Regions from separate parts of the Sus scrofa genome. Here regions 1, 2 and 3 are each linked to region 4. A link is a contact called in public Hi-C and HiChIP or PLAC-seq data. All regions are on one chromosome and are shown on one strand. Each heading gives the region's core, a stretch centred on a gene start, on an enhancer-like site or on the middle of the called end of the contact. The rest is flanking DNA. Distances are from core to core; before and after follow the strand shown. Region 1 overlaps ADAMTS6 (A disintegrin and metalloproteinase with thrombospondin motifs 6). Region 2 has its middle 320 kb from the start of ADAMTS6. Region 3 overlaps LOC110257245 (a long non-coding RNA gene). Region 4 overlaps CWC27 (CWC27 spliceosome associated protein homolog).

Region 1 (2,700 bases), core at 152-2,651, 220 kb before region 4:
GTAAAGAAATATGAAATATCTGAGTGTATTATTCTTTTCTATAACACTTGTATTGAGAAACCACATTAGAGGACTGATTTCTTATGCTAGGGGATAAAACAAAAGAAAAACAGGGAGGGAGGAAAGCTCCTGGAAAGAGAATTTTCTCTTTGTTATTTGTACTTCTTTCTTCTCTTCTGGAGCTATTGATCCTAGATATTTGGAAGAGAGATGTACAGTGTTTGAAAGTGAGCAGGCATAGTGTGATGAGCTGTCATTTCTTGGTAAGTGGTTCTCAAAGTGTGGTCCCTGGACCAGCAGCATCAGTGTCACCTGAGAATTTATTAGAAATGCTTACTTTGGGGTCCTATCTCAAACCTACTGAGCAGAATCTCTCTGGGTAGGGCCCTGAAATCTGTGTTTTAACAAGCTGTCCAAGTGACTCTGATGCTCGCTCAAGTTTTGAGTACCACTGGTCCTGATTGAGAGAGAAACTTAAACCTAGCTCTAGACACGTAGAATCCATGTCGTCATCACTGAAGTTTATGTATCTCTCTAGACTCATTTTGCACCTAGAAAAATGTCTGGAATATATAGGAACTCAATAAATGTTTACAGATAAGTGAATGAGAAAAAAGAATTACTCATTTTGGCAATTATATATTTGTGTTATTCTTTCCAGGGAGGAAGATGAGAGTTTAGAATCGCTGCTTTTCTTATTAGGTGGAGCAAAGTGATTACCAAGGAAAGACAATGTAATTTTGATTAGCATAGCTAGTGAAATCAAGTTCCTCTCTTTTGTGTTCTTTACTTTGAATACTTTACTTCAACATATTCCCTAGGATATAGAGTACTAATACCAATTATTGGAATTAATCTTCCTACACATACCCCCACTTTTAACCCCAAGTTCTTTAACTATAGGAGGCAAATCCCTTAGGACTCAGGAATCTTAAAGAGAGAGCCAGAGTTATCTCAGTAATGTTAAATGGAACTTCAGCTACAGTTAAGGAGTCCTTTAGGGAAAGATCATTTCTTCTTAGTTTTCACTCGGGAACTAAGGATGAATACTATGATGAGTTCTTAATTGGGATACTCCACTCTCATCTTTCCAAGGTGGTGCTAGATATCTTGAGGCTACCAAAACTTTTTAAAATAGAAAAAGAGGAAAAGAAAGCTCTCAAAGAACTTTTAGTTGCCATCTCACAAGACTCCTCAATGTTCTTGCCTGTGCTATTGTGTATATGTCTTATTAATGGCAGTATCTTTGGACTTTGAGTTTGGGAATATGGATAGTTTTCTCATATGAGATCTTTTAAGATAAGAAATTTCGAGCCTGTTTTTCTGTTGCTTAGCAGACCCAATGACAAATCTAAGGCTACAGGAAGCATTGCTGTGATTCAGTCCAAGAAATGGTCTTTTCTCTGAGTCAGTGATGACACACTTCCTTAGACTAAATAAGAACATTGAGATGCTGTAGGGTGTTGTCTTCAGGATAAATGTGATTTTTAAGATACAGTTGTGACTCTTTCTCTGAAAGAAACCTGAGCCCAGTGAAGTAAAACTTGACTATTTTCTGAACCATTGTTACTCCTACTAGAATTTTGTTTCTTTATTCCTTATCCAAACTATTGTACACTCTGCAATTAATGTGACTCCCAAATTTATATGCCACTATTGTATTCATGATTAATGTGTTAAATAATAATGCTTGGCTGGGTAGTGAGAATTGTATTATTTTAAAATATGAAGCTTTAGGAGTATTCTTTAGTAGTAATTCATGCTTATATGCCTTTGCACTGTGACTTTTTAAGTTTTAAATAATAATGTTTATTCATCCTTTGATTTTAATTTTATATACTCTTTTTTTTGTTAGATGTGTGGTTTTCAAGTTTTAGCCTGAATCAGAATCACTTGGAGAGCTTGTTCAAATAAGATTGCTAGGTTCTGCCTCCAGTTTCTGATTTGGTAAATTTGGGGCAGACTCCAAAAATTTGCATTTCTATCAAATTTCCCAGGATGCTGGTGACAGTGGTTCAGAAACCATACTTCAAAAATATTGGGTTAAACATTTAGATTTCATAAAGTAAATGTCTATTAAAACAAGAGACAAATCTTTTAGGTAATAATCCATATTTTAGTTGTAAGCACATTGAACTAGTCTTTTTAATGATAAATGTATCTATTTCAGCTATATAATTACAAGTAAAATTTTACAGTTTATGAAACATTTTTTAATGCCATTTTTAAATAACTCTGGATCCTGTTTCATTTGCTCATTTTCAATACCATCATAAGATAGGCATTTCTATTGTTATTTCCATTTTGCAGATAAAACTCACGTGAAGTAACTTGCTGAAATCAAAACTGAGAAGTCTTGGGGGGGTGGTTAATGGCCGCATCTGTGGCATATGCAAGTTCCCAGGCTATGGGTCATATTGGAGCTGCAGCGGCAGGCCTGTGCCACAGCCACAGCAATACTGGATCAGGGCCACATCAGCACCTTGTGCCGCAGCTTCTGGCAACACCTGATCCTTAACCCACTGAGTGAGGCCAGTGCAATTAAACCCACATCCTCACGGAGACTATGTTGGGTCCTTAACCTGCAGAGCCACAGTGGAATGTCCAATTGATTCTTTTTATTGCTATTACATTTTTTTCTTTTTATGGCCACACCTATAGCATATGGAAGTTCCCTGGCTAGGGGTCAAGCTGGAGCTT
Region 2 (2,700 bases), core at 192-2,691, 160 kb before region 4:
GAAAAAAGGAAATTTTTATGCAGTCCACACGTAGACAAAGCTCCAACTTTGCACCTGCCTGTCAATAACTGATATTCAGAAAAGAAGGTGAGTCAACAAAATCCTAAAAATTCTCACTAATATTCTCAAACATGGGAAGAAGCAGTTCGAGGGACTGAGTAAGTGGCTCTGGGAAAAACAGAGATAAGTTATCAAGAGCACAAGTCTCTGCTTACCAGAACCTCAGAGATAAGAAAGGCTGCAATATATGAGAACCAATATGGGCATTCCTCAAAAAAAATTAAACATAGAACTATATGTTTTCTAGCAGATTCACATCTGGGTTATATACCCCAAAGAACTGAAAGCAGAAACTCAAGATGTTTATACACCCATGTTCAACCTAAGTGTCAATTAACAGAAAAACAAAATGTGATACATACATACAAAGGAATATTATCAACCTTAAAAAGGAAGGAAATTGTGACACCTGCTGCAACATGGGTGAGGCTTGAGGACATTATGCTCAGTGAAACAGGCCAGTCACAAGAAGACAAATACCATATGACTCTACTTGAATGAGGTACCTAGAAGGGTCAAATCCATACAGACAGAAAGTAGAAAGGTGGTTGTCAGGGAGGGAGAGTAAGAGTTTTAGTTGGAGAAAATGAAAAAGTTCTAGAGATGGGTGATGGTGATGGATGATGATGGATGATGGTGGTTGGCCCTTTCTTTTTGCTTTCTGCCATTAGATTGGCTTGTCCACTGGGCATTGCTTGGATGGTTTCTGATTTGGAGGGTCATTTGAGTACACTGGCAGCACACACCCACACCAAGAACAAGAAGAAAATGTTGACATATTAGCACAAATGATCCTGTTTCCCTACCTTCTCTTCTCTCTATAACCCTTTCCCCTTCTTCCCCCTAGTAGGGAGGATGCTTCCTGAAAACAGTACCCTAGATAGAATGATCTTCCCTGCCGCATGCCTGGCTGCCCAATCTTGTGAGCCTGGTCCTAGCTGAGGGTGACTATTCTGAAATTCCTTTGTGAAATCTGTCTTTCTCCAAATTTATCTAGAGAAATGAAAACAGCCCATCCCAATGAGCGCATGGGAAAATCCTGCCACTCTTGCCAGAGCATCAGAAGGGAAAGGCCATTGCTTCAGACAGACAGGGGTGTCCAAACCTGGAGTGGAGAGAATGTGCTTCACCATAGCCCCATCCCTCAACTTTCCTCCTCAGCTCATATAATTATACCTCCATTGTTCTTTGCTGTCTTCTTTCTTCCAGTATTCAGACTTTTTCTCCTCTTACTTGAGATGTGCAAGTTGCTAAATCCAGAGCAGATCCTTTCTTTCCCAATCTGACTCTACAGGAATTCTTGCCTGTTCCCTCAGTGTCTGCCCAAAATGGGTACAGTTATGAGAGCAGCTGCCGCCCACAAAAGTGCAGGCTGCTGTCCCCTGGGCTGCAGAGCAGACAGAGGGAATGAGAGAGGGTTTTTGCTGAAAAGGCCTGTGGCAGAAGCCTGTATGCACACACTTGCCAGACAGAAAATAGCCCAAGAGGATGACCTCAACTTATTCTTGATTGCTGCTAATTTCTAGTTGCTGTACTGAACACAGAGTTAGAAACAGTCTGTGCTTGGAGGGTTTGCAGTCTAAGCTGCCAGTAGTGTGCCCTGTGCATGAGGCTGGTCAATAAATATCATTTGATGAGCCAGAGGTCCTTCAGGGGAAGTGGGGGCGGGGGTGGACAAACTGGCTCCCTGAAGAGTTCACGCACTCAGTCCAAGAGGAGGGAAATGGGATTCCGCCAGAAATCAAAGCCTGGCCTGGTTGTGAAGTAGTAAAAAATGATAAATAATCATTCCTGTTTATGAGCAGGGAGCTTTTATGCCACAAGGCTCAGGTACTTCTGAACACAGCTCCTGCCACTGCGCAGTGGTCTCAGGAAGATTTGAGGAACAGCATCATCCCCATTTTTGAGAAGGAGAAGTTGAGTTATGGAGGTATGAATCAGCTTTTCTGTGGTCGTATGGTACAAATAGCCCCAGAGTTTGTTTCCTGCCTCCCAGCCAAGAGTGGCATTTTTCAGACCTCTTGCCTCCTTCTCAGGAGTCTTCTGATACAATGTCACCTGTCAAACATCCAAAACTTTCTACAGCACAACATGGTTTGGCTTTAAATTCAAGTTGGCAGCAGTTGGCTATGTGAAACGGAGAGCTTTCCTCAAAGGGGTAGCAATGAAAATGGCCCCAGGCGGTGTTCTCAGCTGGAGGAAAGCAGACAGACACCTCTGTTCTCCTGATGTGTGGTCTGCACAGGTGACAAACAGGACAGACCTCATCCCCCCCCACCCCAGTGCCCAGATCATCATCTGACATGCTGGATTACAGCTGGCAGAGAACAGACTCCACACCTGGCTGGCCCAGCTCAGACCTCTCTGAAAATGAGCACGTGGCTCCAAACCCCTGTAAGTGCCTCCATTCAGTGAGTCTGGGACAGTTTGAAATATCTTGAACCAACTCAAAACAGGGAGAAAACTAAATAGCTTCCCCACAGGCATGGCTGCCAAGTCGATCATCAACACAGAGAAAATCAATACTCTGAATTATCCTGAAGAAAAGAAATGGAAACCAACTAGTTTAACCAAAGAGGCAAGATCCTTAGTTCTTTAAAAAAATTCATCAAACACCGAAAAGGATAAAGTACAAAGCCA
Region 3 (2,700 bases), core at 84-2,583, 130 kb before region 4:
TTGGAAGTAGAACCCGTGTTTAGGGAAGGCAGTCACACCATCTCAGAGGTAGGCCTTCCCATCTGCCTCTTGGTGGGGCTCCTCTCTCCTGAATAGTGTGCACGGCTTTAGGGCAGTGAGTGGAAGACACTCATGGTGGTCCTGAGACCCTGATGTTCATCAGGGGGGCGGGCCACACAAGCCTTGCTCCTGAATTCTTAGCGCTCAAACAAATCAGCTACCTGCAAGAATCCAATTAATCAGACTCTGTGGTAGGAAGAGGTGAGAATAGAAAACTCAGATGTCTTCAAAGTATTAAGCAAAACAAATTGCCTATCTGTTTCTGTCTGTGGCATCAGGGGTCTGCTTTAAGCCAGGGGTTGGCAAGCTGTGACCTTCAGCCTACTTTTGTACAGTCCAAATCTAAAAATGATTGTTTATATTTTTAAAGCATTGTTAAAAAAAAAAAAAAAAGCCACTGAAAGCAAAGGAGATAGAGACTGCATGTGGCCCATGAAACCTAAAATATTTACTATCTGGCCTTCTACAGAAAAAATATCTAAGTTAGCAGGCTGAGATGATGAAAAAGTTCTCATTTCTCATTGCCATATCATTTCTCTTTGCCTTTCAAGTCCATCTGTCCCCTCTCCCCAGGAGAGGACTTTGGCTTTGACTCAAGGGACCAGATGAGACCCATGCGTAGCTGGGATTTCCTGCACCTCCTCCAGGAAGGCCTTACCATAGTCCAATGCTGCCTTACCTTGTGTTCAGTAGGTGAGTGGATGCAGAACCAAGGGCTTACAAAAAGTGAGATTGAACACAAATTAGAACAATCCCCTCTAACTCCCCAGACATGACAGGGTGTCCAGAGCAGTCCAACCTCTCAGAGAGCACACATGTTTATCAGATCTGCTGAGCCATTTGATACTTGGGTGTTTTTCTTCCAATACCTTTCTTTAAGAGCTGGCTTACCTCCAAGGTTTGGGGAAGATAAGATTCTGAATTAATTCCTAAAGTTTCTGGTTAGATAGAGACTGCCCTTCAATCCAGGTTCTTCCTCTTTGTTCTTTGATCTGAATCCCAGGAGAGTCTTGAGTGTTTCTCCTGCTGCTGCTTTGTCTGAATTTTGCCAGTCAGCTCTGTAGGTTGGTTTCCAGGGGTTGGTGTAGAGGGGAAGTGCCCCCTTTGTCTTGCTCTCTTTTTGGACCAGACTTTCTGTCCTTGAAGGAACACAACCCTCAAGGCTAATGTGCTCCCCCTGAGGTAGGTATTTCCCCACATAAGTGGACTGAGCAACAAGCCTAGGATTTAAACAAGCTCCAGGGTTGGCATCTGTCATCATTTCCTTGTGACTCTCATTTCCTCCACCCTTAGTCATCCTTACTCAGGCTCTCATTATCTCCCACTGAGACCAAGGTAGTGGCCTCTTAACTGGTGACTTGGCTCCAAAGCCAACTCAGGCTACTCTACATCTTGCTTCTCGGGAGCTGAAAACCTGACCATGTCACCAAAGGCCGGAAGCTTTCTTTTGGTTCCCCATCGCCTATAGAATAAAAGTTCAACTCTGTTGCAGCATTTTGAGATCTCCCTACTTTTTTAGTAGCTCTTCCTACTTCCTTACTTTTCCTTATTCTTCAACCATGGTTACTGAGAAGCATGTTGTTCCTTAAGCAGATTGTGTCACACACCCATGCCTGAAATTCCTGGTTTGCTTCACTAATAACTAATCATTTTCAAGTTGACAGGTCAAGGGTTGTATTAAGGATTGAATTGTGTCCCTCCCCTAAAAAGATGAAGTCCTAACCCTGAGTCCCTGTGAATGTGACCTTACTTGGAAATACAGTTTTTGTAGATGATCAAGTTAAGATGGGGTCACTAGAGTGAGCCTTAACCCGAAACAACTGGTGTCCTTATAAAAAGGGTACATTTGGAGGTATATAGACTTGTAGAGAGGAAAGACAACATGAAGACCCAGGGAGAACATCACATACAAGCCTAGGAATGACTGAGGCTGCCAGAAGCAAGGAGAGAGGCATGGAACTGATTCTCCTTCACAGCCCTCAGAAGCAACCAAGGCTTCTGACACTTTGATCTTGGATTTCTAGCCTCCAGAACTGTGAGAAAGTAAATCCTTTCTTTTTTTTTAATTGAAGTGTAGTTGATTTATAATATATATCATGTTTCAGGAGTAAAACACAGTGGTTTAGTTATACAGATATATTCTTTTTCAAATTCTTTTCCATTATAAGTTATTATAAAATAGAGTATAGTTTTCTATCCTGCAGAGTAGGTCTTTGTTGGTTATCTATTTTATATATATCCCAAACTCCTAATTTGCATTTCCTCCCACCAGTGTTTTCCCTTTGGTAATCATAAGTTTGTTTTCTATGTCTATGAATCTTTTTCCGTTTTGGACATAAGTTCATTTGCATCTTTTTTTTTTTAAGATTTCACATATAAGTGATATCATATGATGTTTGTCTTTCTCTGACTTACTTCACTTAGTGTGATAATCCCTAGGTCTATGCATGTTGCTGCAAGTGACATTTCATTCTTTTATGGCTGAGTAATATTCCATTTCATTCCTTTATGGCTGAGTAATATACCATATCTTCTTTATTCATTCATCTGTTGATGGACATTTAGGTCGCTCCCATGTCTTGGGTATTGTAAATAGTGCTTTGAATATTGGGGTGCATCTATCTTTTCAAATTAGAGTTT
Region 4 (2,700 bases), core at 117-2,616:
ACAAAATTTCAGAGGTCTACACTGCAACAAAAAGGCTGTATATAAAGGTCCCATGTACTCCAAGTGAATATTCAAGGTGTTTTAATTAATGTTAGATTAGACAAATACAAAAAATGTGCAGGTACACGGTCTAGAGTTCTGACTTTCTGGTTAGGAGACTACAACCGAAAGCAGAAGGAACCCCTTGACGACCTGGTAATGGCTCTTTCACCTTATTTCCCCTTCCCTTGTTTTCCCCAGATGGGGAAACTAGACAAGATCACTGACCAGTGACTTTTTTCCCCTGCTGAGAAGTTTCCCATTTGTTTAACTTTCTAATGACATTAGAACATTGATTGTATCATGAAATCACATCAAAAACAGAATGACACTTTTAAAAACACTAATTGATATCCACTGCTAATGAGGAATTCAAAATGAGAGAATACTGAACCAAGGGGCTAGGAAGAACCTTGGGAAGTTAAATGGTCTTGCCAAGTTAAGAGTAAACTTGAATCCTGTGGGTTATGAGTTTCAAATGAAACTTCTGGGTTTAAATTTGTTGGTGACTTTCCTGTTCAATAAAAAAGGACTTAAATGGCTTATAAAAAGGTTAAAAAAACTTATTGGGCATCAAACTGCTCTTACAAAACACCATCTTGATGAGTTAAGTGTAAATGAATCAGAAACACATGGATCATATTTCCTTAAAAAATGCATATGGATTCAAAAATAAGGGAAGAGGACTTGGCAAAACATTTTTGTGTGTGTGTGTGGTGGCTGAACTCAAAACATTTGAAAGATATTTTGAGACATTCAAGGAATCCAAAATAAAACTGAACCTGTCCAGTCATATAAAAACAGAAAGTTCTTCTGTGCAGTGTGCATTTATCTCTATGGGCCATTCAACACTCACTGAGCCTTCACCTTTGGCAAAAAGCTATGGGAGGAGCCAGCTTCTGCCTGAAGCAACTTCAAGTATAAACACAGATACACATAAGCAACAGAAATCTATTAAAAGAGACCTAGGGTTTTTACAAAATCATAACCCAGATCATACAGAAATTATATATGGAGAAATACACAAGTACTTTCGAGGTCTTACGTAGGTAGGATTCATCCCATTCAAATCATCATCCCCCAGCCCCTTTGATTAAAATTATATATAGTTTCAATGTCTTATTTGCTTAAATGTTTGCTTAATAAGTGTTTTTATGTCTTTTTTAATGTGTGTTCCAGCCCTCTTTCCTCCACCCTCTAGATTTGTGAGTGTTCAACAAATCTTGCTGACTGGTTTCCTGGAGGATGGGAGTGTTAAACAGAGTTTTGAAATAGGGGCGAGATGCTGTTTGGCAGAGAGAAGTGAGGCTATGATTCTGGGTTGGGGTAATGGCACATGTGACAGTTCAGAGGCTCCAGAGGGTGAGTCATGTGTGGGGGGTGACCCACTGGCTTGCTTGCAGCAATGTGCCTGAGCCAGGGTGTAGTGGGAGGTGGAGGCAGTTAGGTGTGGGGAGGCCTAATATACTACATGTGAAGTCAATTGGAGGACAGAGGAGTGTGATAAGACAAAAGCACATTCTTAGTTTTTTTTTTTTTCTTTTTCTTTTTCTTCCCTTTTTGCCAGTATAGGATAAAGTGCTAAGCACAGGACACATACAAGTCATTAATCCCTTTATTTCTTATCAGCGTCTTAAAAAGTTGAAAAATATCCAAAGATAAAAATAAGTTGACTATGTATGTATTGCTGTAGGTTAACTATGTAGGATCCTGTAGGTCATAAATCTAAAGAGGAACCTAGTATAATTATGAAACAGATTAGCGAGTTCTAAAATGTTTGTGGGAAAGTACAAATAATGATTTAGAATCTTTCTTTCTTTTTTTTGGCTGCCCCGTGGCATATGGAGTTCCCCAGGCCAGGGATCAGATCAGAGCTGTAGTTGTGACCTAAGCTGTGTCGACGCTGGATCCTTAACCAGCTGTGCTGTGCTTGGGATCAAACCTTCGTCCAGCACTCTCAAGATGCTGACAATCTTGTGGTGCCACAGTGGGAACTCCTGATTCAGAATCTTTTAAGGCTGTTTTCTAGCTATTTAAAGAGAGCTTTATCTTTTCTACAGTAATAGAAATATTAGAAAGTCATTTAGGGTGGGGATAGTGTCATATGTTTCCTGTGTATTTTCCACTGGGTAGCACAATAGTGGAAATACACCAAGCTCTCAATAAATGCTTACTCAACTGAAATGAAGTGAAAGGGAGCTGAGGCCCTATAATGATGAGTGTATAGCTGAAGGTAAATTCTAAAGAAAAAAAAAAAAAAGGAAGAGGATATAGTAGAAATGTCCTAATAGTATCTCCACTCTGAACCCATTTGCTTGTGGTTAATATCAAGAAATCAAAGGCCTTACCATCCTTCATCATCTTCTACTTCAGTTTCAGAAATGTCATTTTCAGGAGTTTCAGCAATTGCTTGAGTGAGTTTAGATTTAAACTGGTTCAGCAATGCAAGGGTCTGAAATAACAAATGGATTACTAAGTTTTCTGATAAGGACAAATATAATTTCAGAAGAGACACTTACATTTGGTAGAAAAGAAAATACCCTACCAGGATGTAAAACACTTAAATTTTTAATTTTAAATGAAAGTAACAAAACCACCTTCAAACTGCAGCAGTGATTGACAGTCACAAACCTTGACACTGCCCTGTTTGCATTTGCACTG

Evidence for each region. A called contact is a pair of places that touch in the nucleus more often than the background predicts. HiChIP or PLAC-seq counts read pairs in DNA pulled down with a chosen protein or histone mark.
Region 1: a contact with region 4 is called in a Hi-C map of embryonic fibroblasts, with 1.6 times the contacts expected there. The contact joins two enhancer-like sites. A contact is called at or near these places in 1 of 47 Hi-C or Micro-C datasets (embryonic fibroblasts) and 1 of 2 datasets of contacts at active chromatin or transcription factors (alveolar macrophages).
Region 2: an H3K27ac HiChIP or PLAC-seq map of alveolar macrophages shows a contact between it and region 4. The contact joins two enhancer-like sites.
Region 3: a contact with region 4 is called in an H3K27ac HiChIP or PLAC-seq map of alveolar macrophages. The contact joins two enhancer-like sites. A contact is called at or near these places in 1 of 47 Hi-C or Micro-C datasets (mesenteric adipose tissue) and 1 of 2 datasets of contacts at active chromatin or transcription factors (alveolar macrophages).

Annotation. Positions count from the first base shown.
Region 1 is chr16:43,752,047-43,754,746 of Sscrofa11.1, reverse strand. The region is part of intron 19 of ADAMTS6 (A disintegrin and metalloproteinase with thrombospondin motifs 6); the gene reads left to right. Among named protein-coding and RNA genes, the nearest start is that of ADAMTS6, 260 kb to the left of the region's middle. Within about 2 kb of position 1,401, at least 5 of the 83 cell types and tissues checked have an H3K27ac peak or open chromatin away from gene starts, as enhancers often do. A contact at or near this core is called in alveolar macrophages and embryonic fibroblasts, where this site is marked.
Region 2 is chr16:43,690,277-43,692,976 of Sscrofa11.1, reverse strand. No RefSeq gene overlaps it. Among named protein-coding and RNA genes, the nearest start is that of ADAMTS6, 320 kb to the left of the region's middle. Within about 2 kb of position 1,441, at least 9 of the 83 cell types and tissues checked have an H3K27ac peak or open chromatin away from gene starts, as enhancers often do. A contact at or near this core is called in alveolar macrophages, where this site is marked.
Region 3 is chr16:43,658,189-43,660,888 of Sscrofa11.1, reverse strand. All of the region lies in intron 2 of LOC110257245 (a long non-coding RNA gene), which reads left to right. Among named protein-coding and RNA genes, the nearest start is that of CWC27, 310 kb to the right of the region's middle. Within about 2 kb of position 1,333, at least 6 of the 83 cell types and tissues checked have an H3K27ac peak or open chromatin away from gene starts, as enhancers often do. A contact at or near this core is called in alveolar macrophages, where this site is marked.
Region 4 is chr16:43,527,732-43,530,431 of Sscrofa11.1, reverse strand. It overlaps CWC27 (CWC27 spliceosome associated protein homolog), which reads right to left. Exons shown (of 14, transcript NM_001243923.1): 13 at 2,388-2,491. Among named protein-coding and RNA genes, the nearest start is that of CWC27, 180 kb to the right of the region's middle. Within about 2 kb of position 1,366, at least 17 of the 83 cell types and tissues checked have an H3K27ac peak or open chromatin away from gene starts, as enhancers often do. A contact at or near this core is called in alveolar macrophages and embryonic fibroblasts, where this site is marked.